2 separate regions of the Mus musculus genome follow, and region 1 is linked to region 2. The links are chromatin contacts, called in public Micro-C maps. All regions are on one chromosome and are shown on one strand. The core of a region is the stretch at or near the end of the contact, and the rest is flanking DNA. Distances in the headings are between cores, read along the strand shown.

Region 1 (4,328 bases), core at 1,248-3,747, 330 kb after region 2:
GCAGCCCTGGACAAGTCAGACATTCCTGGGTACACGCCCAAGGGAAACAAAAATCTCCATCTAAATAAAAATGTATGCGTAGATATTAGAGCCAAATGATTCACGAAAGCTAGACCGTGGGGACAAAGATCTATGGTGTGATGACTGGATTGTACCCTGGAATAGCCTCTTCCTCATTCCTCAGAAAGAGAATGGAGCGTTGACACACACTATGATGCCAAAGAAACTGAAGAGCATCTCGCTAAGTGAAAAAAGGCAGGCACCACAGTGGGCTGTAGGCTGCGTGACCCCTTTGTTTTCAATGCAGGTTCGTGTTCTCCCTTCAGGACGGAAACAAAGAATTTATTTTTATAAACATAGTGTATGGAATGGTGGGGTGAGGTAATGGTGGCGTGGTTGGAAGGCTCTAAAATCGACTGTGGTGATGGATGGTTGTTCACCCTGTGAGTGCGCTGAACACCACTAATCACACGCTTTAAGTGACGGGGCTGTACGGACTGTGACTGTGAAAAGAAAAGAGCGGTTTCCTGAGCAGGAGGGATGGTGGGCGTGTGGTTAGGAAGGTTAGGAGGCAGCTCATTCAGTCCTGCACATAGGAAGGCCTTCTCCATATTCCTTTCTAGCCTTACCATCACCTCAAGACTCCTGCTGCAACACCTCTCAGAGGATCCTAGTAGTGAGGGACCCTACCCGCTTTGTTTTCATGACATGCATAACTGATAAGTGCTTAAAATAGTCTTTCTAGATAAATGTATAGTTACAGGTTAGAGTCATAGGAACTTGGAATACTTTATCTGAGACCACAGAGGTATTACCTGAAGTCAAAATATAGGGCCTAAAATATAAAATATATCCTATACTTTCCTCCCTCCCTCTCATCCCCCACCAGTTCCTCTGTCCAACCCAGCAGGGCCATCCCAACACAAATGAGCAGGGCAGGGAGGGGACAAGGACGTGGACCTGAGGGTAAATTAGCAAACAGACACAGCCCACATCACATTTGCTCACATCTCATCAGCGATGATTCATTTTCAGATCACACTAAGACGCAAGGGGTTCTGGGAAACGCTCTTGTTTGGGACACGGAAGAAAGACCGCAAGCGTTTAGACCGCACGCGTTTAGTGGCCAGCTAGCCATCCTTGCCACACTCAGACTTGAACAGATTTTCAACCCCTCTCGCAGCTCCAGCGTCGTGAGGCTCATGCGGAACAGAACCAAGAACAACGGGAAACGGATGTCGATGATCCCATCAGATTTGGGGAATCAGTCAGAGGAGCTTGGTGCTCCTAAGAAGACAGCGATTCCCATAAGTGCCAGAATATCCAGTACCCTGCCTTCTTACATAAACTATTGGTGACAGGGAGTTGTCACGGAAATTTGAGGTGAACTGGGAAGGTTGGAGGACACAGGAAGAAGGTGATCACCAAGTCACATTTGGCCTCCTGTCTCTAGGTGCTCGGGGATCCATTAGGAGCAGAACAGCAAGAGAGATGCAGCCCGAGGGTGAAGGATAACAGACTCCCTTGCTCTGGATGCTGTCTCCTCTGCCCTGCTTATACTTCAGCTCCAAACATTTACATTGAGGTCCAGCTTCCTCCACCATCATGTTAGAAGTGTGCTTACATTCCTTGTTCCTATATTTATATTCTGTTGAAGGCAGATGATTTCTTCCCATTCTGTAATCTTCAAACACAATAATGTACTCACTTATGCTGCACTTCTATGCCCTCCTGACCTCCAAGTAGGTACAAGGAGCACTCCCTGCCGCTCCAGTCAGAGAAGTGCTACTTAGGTCTGTTTTAAATATGGCGCCAACTTGAACACAACGTTCTTAAGCCAAGTGTCACTTCATTCTTTTAAGTGTAAGAAAGGGGAAATCCAGTGGGACAAGGTTGCACAACATTGTGGCACAGAGACTGGCTTAGAACTTGGGGTCTCAACAGCATTACACCGTCCTCAGTAATTCTTGACAGAAATCTTTTTCTCAAGTGCATGGTGCACTTAGAAAATGCCAAGTTAGTCTCTAGTCCCAAAGGTGGCATACAGAAGAAATAGTATGCAAGGATGCCTGTTTCATTATTGGTTGGGGCTCCTTTTCACTGCAAGTGACAGAAAGCCCATGAGATATGTCAGATCAAAAAGAGAGACTTTAGTAAGAAAGAGAGCCAAGACAGGAAGGACCATTCACGGCTGGGCAGGAATGTGTGGGACCAGGGACTCAAACAGCTATAAAAGCCCCTCTCCACCTTTACCCTCAGCTTTTCTGCAGCCTCCTCATTTCTCCACTTTGGCACACATTTGTCTACTAGGCTACTCTGCCATCACATGGCAGAAGACAGGGTCCTACCAGCCCCCAGGTTTCATCTCTGAGGCTTGTGGCTCCACCCTTTTTTTTCTTTTTGTTTTTCAAATTGTAGTGGAATGTTATTTGGATGCAATAAAAAGCATTCTTTGTTGAGTGTGTAATTCAGGAGTTCCCACAGATGTGAGTCACCACATGACCAGCACCAGATGAAGATTTTGGTCCAAAAATGTCCTTTGCATCTTACCAGAGGATCCACATCCCCTACCCGACTCAGCCCTAGAAACATTGATCTGCTTTCTACGTGCAGAGGTTGGCCTTTCTGGGATTTCATATAAGGCTGTACAAGTAGGGAGGCTGATAATTCTATTCAGCAGCTGTTTGGAGATCACCTCCCCCGTTCTGATTACTGGTGGTTACAGTGGTTAGTTCCCTTTTGTTACTTAGTAATATGACATTGTGCAAACAGAGAGCAATTTGTTTCTCTAACTTTGATGGACATCTGGATTGTTTCCATTCGGGGACTGGGATAAGTCAATCTGCTACAAATCCACACAGAGGAAGTTGTGTAGACACAGTTAGGTTTTCATTTCTCTTGAGTAAATAAATACTTAGATATGGGATTGCCAGGCCATACTTTTAAGTGTGTGCTTCATTTATAAGAAACTCAAACTGCTTTCCAAAGTGGAGACACTAGCCTATGTCTCTACAACAACAAATCAGCATTCCAGTGGCTGTGCATCCCCTCAGATACTTGGTAGGGTCGGTCTTGTCTGTTTTAGGTGTTCAAATGGGAAAATGGGAGTGTTCCAAAATTGTGGCTTTGATTTATGTTTTCTTAATACGTGCTGTTTAACATCACCTCTGGTTGCTCTTCAGGCAGGGTTCATCTTTGGTGAACACTTTAACTCTCTTGTTGACTTTTGAAAGCCTGCCTTATTGTTAAGAGCACTCATGAATCTAGAGACTAGGATGTAGCTTGCTGACGGAGTGCTTATGTAACATATTCAAGACACTGGATTGGTCCCCTCCCCCTCCCCACTATGAGTTTTTAAAGAGAACTATCTCTGTGTTCCAGGTATGAGCCTTTTGTCCAATGCACACTCTGTGAACACTTTCCCCTAAAATGGCTGCTTGACTTTTGCTTTTCCTACATTTCAAAGAGCAGCTTTTAATTTTTAAGAAGTCAAATTCATCCATTTTTTTCTTCTCTAGTTCCTACTTATTAAATCCTATCCAAAAATGAAAACAAAAAACAAAAATTGAGTAGCTGAAGATATGTTAAGACTGATTGGTGATCTTGCAGAGGACCAGAGGTGAGCTACAGCACCCACATAGGGAGATGAACAACTAACTGCCTGCAATTCCAGATCTAGACAACCCAGTGTCCTTCTCTGGTCTCTATGTGCACATACCCATATAAAAACATCGCTTACAAGGTAAATACACTTTCCACAAGCCTACCTAGCAACCTGAATTCAATCCTTGGAACCTATGTGGTAGAAAGAGAGAACCAACTCTCACAAGTTGTACTCTGACTTCCACAATAATGCTGTGGCATTCACACACTCTGGCACACACACACATACACTCAGGGAGGAATAAGAAACGATGCAGTTGTAAAAGTGGTTGCTGCCCAAGTTTGGGGTCTGGAGCTTGAATATTAAGGCCCACTTGTGTTCCAGTACACAGGAGTTGGATCCACAGAGTAATCTGGGTTAGAGTAGCCATATCAGCAAGCTCTGGATTCAAGGAATAAAGTGGAAAGTGATGGAGAAAGACTCCCAATGTCAACTTCTAAGCTCCCATGCACGTATGTGCACACATGTGTGAACATGCATACGCCCACTCACACAACATACATACCTTGTGTTTTTTAGTTTCCAAATCTGAAGCCACAGAAATTCTTTTCCATGATTTCTTCTAGATGTTTTCTAGCTTTCCTCAGTGACCTACTTGATGCTCATGTTGTCTATGGTACATCTCTCACGTGTAAACCTAGCTTTCTGCAGGGGGTTCTGACTG
Region 2 (4,284 bases), core at 1,781-4,280:
CACCCTGGAGCCAAGAACAAAGCTGGCTGGGCTGTCCTGCATGGAGCCAGCAGCTTCCAGACTCCTCAGAGAAGATCAGGCTGCAGCCTGTTCCACACCGGATGTGGCCAGCACAGCACACAGGATGGATCAGTGCTTAGGAAGCTTCTAGAGGGTTAGTAACACCTGGATGTGGTGGCTGTGAACATATACATCACAAATGACCACCTGTGGTGCTTTGTATATGCTTGGCCCAGTGAGTGGCACTATTAGGAGGTGTGGCCTTGTTGGAGTAGGTGTGTCACTGTGGCCATGGGCTTTAAGACTGAAGGAAAGACCATCCAGAGACTGCCCCACCAGAGATCCATCCCATATACAGTCACCAAACCCAGACACTATTGTGAATGTCAACAAGTGCTTGATGACAGGAGCCTGATATAACTGTCTCTTGAGAGGCTCTGCCAGTGCCTGACAAATACAGAGGTGGATGCTCTCAGCCAACCATTGGACTGAGCACAGGGCCCCCAATGGAGGAGCTAGAGAAAGGACCAAAGGAGCTGAAGGGGTTTGCAGCCCCATAGGAGGAACAACAATATGAACCAATCAGTACCCCCAGAGCTCCCAGGGACTAAACCACCAACCAAAGAGCACACATGGTGGGACTCATGGCTCCAGCTGCATATGTAGCAGAGGATGGCCTTGTTGGACATCAATGGGAGGAAAAGCCCTTGGTCCTGAGAAGGCTCGATGTCCCATTGAAGGGGAATGCCAGGACAGGGAAGTGGGAATGGGTGGGTTGGTGAGCAGGGGAAGCAGGGGTGGGGGAGGTGGGAGGGGGATAGGATAGGGTTTTTTTTTTTTTTTTTTTTGAGGGGAAACCAGGAAAGGGGATAACATTTGAAATGTAAATAAAGAAAATATCTAATAGAAAGAAAGAAAGAAAGAAAGAAAGAGAAAAGAAAGAAAGAAAGAAAGAAAGAAAGAAAGAAAGAAAGAAAGAAAGAGAGAGAGAGAAATCTTGTATTAGCAGCCTTTAGATGAAGATGTAGAACTCTCAGCTCCTCCTGCATCATGCCTGCCTGGATGCTACCATGTTCCCACCTTGATGATAATGAACTGAACCTCTGAACCTGTAAGCCACCACACCATAAGCTATACAAATTTTACTGGTAGTAAGTCATTTGATAAGTGTGTTCCACCCTATAAAGCTAACCCATTTACCAATGCCACTTGCAGTATTATAGTGGTCCTAGGTGTCCGCAATTCCTCTAGGCTCTGCCCAACAGTTACCTAGCAACAATCTACATCTCCACCCTGGGTTCAGCCAGGAGCCAGCAGTATAAGGACTACTTGGCTTCTCTCTCTCTCTCTCTCTCTCTCTCCTCCATCCCTCTATCTTACCTCTCTGTGTCTCCACCCCCCTCCCCTACATGTTCCAGGCTGGCCTCTCCTTCTCTTCCCCTCTCCTTTCCCTTTCTGTCCCACCTGCCTTCCTCTGCCTCTAACCCCATCCCAGGCACCCTGCTGCTCCGTTCCCTGGCTCCCTTCCCCCAATAAACTTCTTTTGTTCTAGGCCTGTCATGTGACTTGATCCCAAGACTCCTTGGCAGGGACCACTGAGGTGCTCCCTCCAGCCGCACTATACTACATCATCTTATAAAACACAACAATAGTCATGATGGTGACAGAGCTAAGTGAGCCTCGAGAGACAACTGGTCCACTGAGAGTAAATGAAGTCGAGGTCCTGAAGTTTAAATTGCCTGGCAGCAATGTTCCCAGGAGCACTCCTGGGGCAGGGGGATACCCCATTCTCCTTTTCAAGCTCTGTAGTCTTGTCAGAAGAGTTTCTGTTTTATATATATATTTGAGGGGGGGCCATTCTGGGCCAAAGGATTAAAAGGAGAAAAAGAACACATTTATATAAAGTACTGAGGTAAGTTTATTCCCATATCCTTATCTGGGAAAGCAACAGGCAGAGATCATGTGACAGCAAACCCAAAACTTCTCCCCTCATATGGGGGGGGGGGGACGGGGACATGGGGAACGGGGGGGGGGGGGGCGGGGGAGGGACGGACACTGGCTGCTTTGATTAAATCTTAATGCAAAGGCTGCAGATTAAGTTGTCATTCTGTAGAAGTCTTAGTAGCTACAGGCAGGCATCTTAGCTGCCAGACCCTTGTGCTAATCATCGAAAGTCACAGCTGTCTTGTTTTTTTTTAATGGGTGTCCTTTATCAAGATAACATAAATTTACTGACAAAAGGAAATTCGTGGACAGCCTGGAGGGGAAGCAGGAGGTAGGTAAGAGTGAATGGCCCTGCTAAAAACAGCGCCCCACACCCAGGAGAAAGTGTCCCTGCCCTGGAAGTCAATTCACCTTCCCCGCTCCCCACTCAACTACAGTCTGTTAGGAAACCCCAGGCACAAGAGTACGCAAGACGGCAAGAACGAACGCCAAAGGAGGCTCGGAAGTGTGTGAGCCTCTGAAAGTTAGAAGCCAGGAGGAAAGGCTTGGCTAAAAATAGAACTTATCAGATGGATTAAAGTCCCTCCCGAGAATGTTATCTCTCCCCACAGGAGGGTGGGGGGAAAGTCTGTCAAGGGGAACACAGGCCACAGGATGAATAAGCAGAAAAATAGGAGGAAATGACCAAGCCAATGCACGGGGCGTGCGTGCTGTACGAGAGCTGGCAGAGACAGCGCAGCTCCGCAGCTCCGGAGCCCAGAATCGGAGAATTTGCTGAGGCAGGGCACTCCCCAAAGCAAGACACTGCCAAGTACGGGGCGGGGGAGCAGTTTGTCCTTCCTCCCCACCTTTTCAGAATTGAGGCATTCCCGTTTGATTGGATATTACCTTTTCAAGCCATTTATTTAAAAAAAAAAAAAAAAGTCTACAGAAAAGGTTTCTTGGGAAAGTCCGCCTTCCAGCATTTTATGGCACACACCCAATGAAATTTCCCAAATCGATAGTTGGTGAATCCTTAGATCCTTTCCCAAGTTCCCACTGCTTTCTGGGCCACCCCCAGCTTGGGTCAGGTCAAGAGGAACAAGAGAAGCTTCCTAGAGCTGCCGGCAGCTACTCCAGACCAGTGAGAGACCAACACAGTATGTCCAGTCCCCTCCTCTCTTCAGTCCTCTTCCTCAGAAGTCCTCAATAGACAAAAGGCTCTTCTACACCTTAATCCCAAGTTACCTTTTGACATCTACACACACACATACACACACATCACTCACATACACACATACACACACATACACACATACACACACACACACACATATACACACACACACATATACACACATACACACACATCACTCACACACACACACACACACATGTACACACATACACACACACACACACACACACACACATCACTCACAAACATGAGACATCCCGAATTGTGTAGTGTTTTAATCAGCTGAGTATTTATCCACTCCTAGAGCAATCTTTCTCAAGTTGGTAAAACATTATCAATAAGCTACAACAGTATTCCCTAAAACCAGAGATGTCTTTTTAAAAAGAATCACAAAATGACCTCTATAAATGTTCCCAAGAGTCAATTGGAGTGGCATACACCTTTAATTCCAGCACTCGGAAGAATCGAGTGGATCTTTGTGAGGCCAGCCTGGTCTACAGAGTGAGCTCCAGGACAGCCAAGGCTATACAGAGAAACCCTGACTTGGAAAAGCATACCCTGTCCCCCAAAATAATAAGAAAGGGAAAATAAAGGCACTCAGAAATGTAAGAGTTAACTCCCAGGAGTTAGGAGAAAGGCTTCCAGGAGAAAGGTTACTTGTCTTAAGTGGGGAAATCACCAAAGATCAAAGTTTTTTTTTAGTCTTATTTCAACACAGTTGTTCACACTGTTAAGTAGGCTGAAGGCTGTGTGTCACGGGGTAGGAATCTAAGTGTGTCAAGAAGAAAAGGCAGTGAGTGTTCCCTTTCATCCCTAGAAAGTGTATGTGACCCAGGAACACAGGGAGGTATCAGGCACACTGGCTAAAGGCTCCAAACTGCATTCCAGTGTTGTCTGCTCCAAACAACCGGTGCTGTTCAACTCTACCTTAAGGCGGGGAATATACCTCCAAACATCTCACGCCCTCGAGGCCAATGTTGCATAGAAACCCAAAGTCCCTCCTCAGTCTTATGAGGCAGGCAAAGAAAATCCTATTTAAGCAGCAAGAAAGCATTCAAGGACAAAGCTGCGGCTTCTGCACGCATAGCTGTTACTGAGTAAGGAGCACTCCTTTAGGAGGCTGGCCCTGGAACACTTGTGAATAACCCAACAGGGGGAGAGAA

What was found. A called contact is a pair of places that touch in the nucleus more often than the background predicts.
Region 1: a contact with region 2 is called in a Micro-C map of the HL-1 cell line, with 4 times the contacts expected there. The contact joins two enhancer-like sites. A contact is called at or near these places in 3 of 15 datasets of contacts at CTCF or cohesin (the NIH/3T3 cell line, large pre-B cells and stem cell-derived epiblast-like cells), 35 of 484 Hi-C or Micro-C datasets (8-cell embryo, B cells, the BV-2 cell line and 15 more), 16 of 115 datasets of contacts at active chromatin or transcription factors (bone marrow-derived macrophages, embryonic basal ganglia, embryonic stem cells and 7 more) and 1 of 9 other capture datasets (embryonic stem cells).

Annotation. Positions count from the first base shown.
Region 1 is chr12:54,493,409-54,497,736 of GRCm38.p6, forward strand. No RefSeq gene overlaps it. Among named protein-coding and RNA genes, the nearest start is that of Gm36213, 16 kb to the left of the region's middle. Within about 2 kb of position 2,498, at least 26 of the 459 cell types and tissues checked have an H3K27ac peak or open chromatin away from gene starts, as enhancers often do. A contact at or near this core is called in the HL-1 cell line and the NIH/3T3 cell line, where this site is marked.
Region 2 is chr12:54,160,376-54,164,659 of GRCm38.p6, forward strand. No RefSeq gene overlaps it. Among named protein-coding and RNA genes, the nearest start is that of Gm40424, 15 kb to the right of the region's middle. Within about 2 kb of position 3,031, at least 198 of the 459 cell types and tissues checked have an H3K27ac peak or open chromatin away from gene starts, as enhancers often do. A contact at or near this core is called in the HL-1 cell line and the NIH/3T3 cell line, where this site is marked.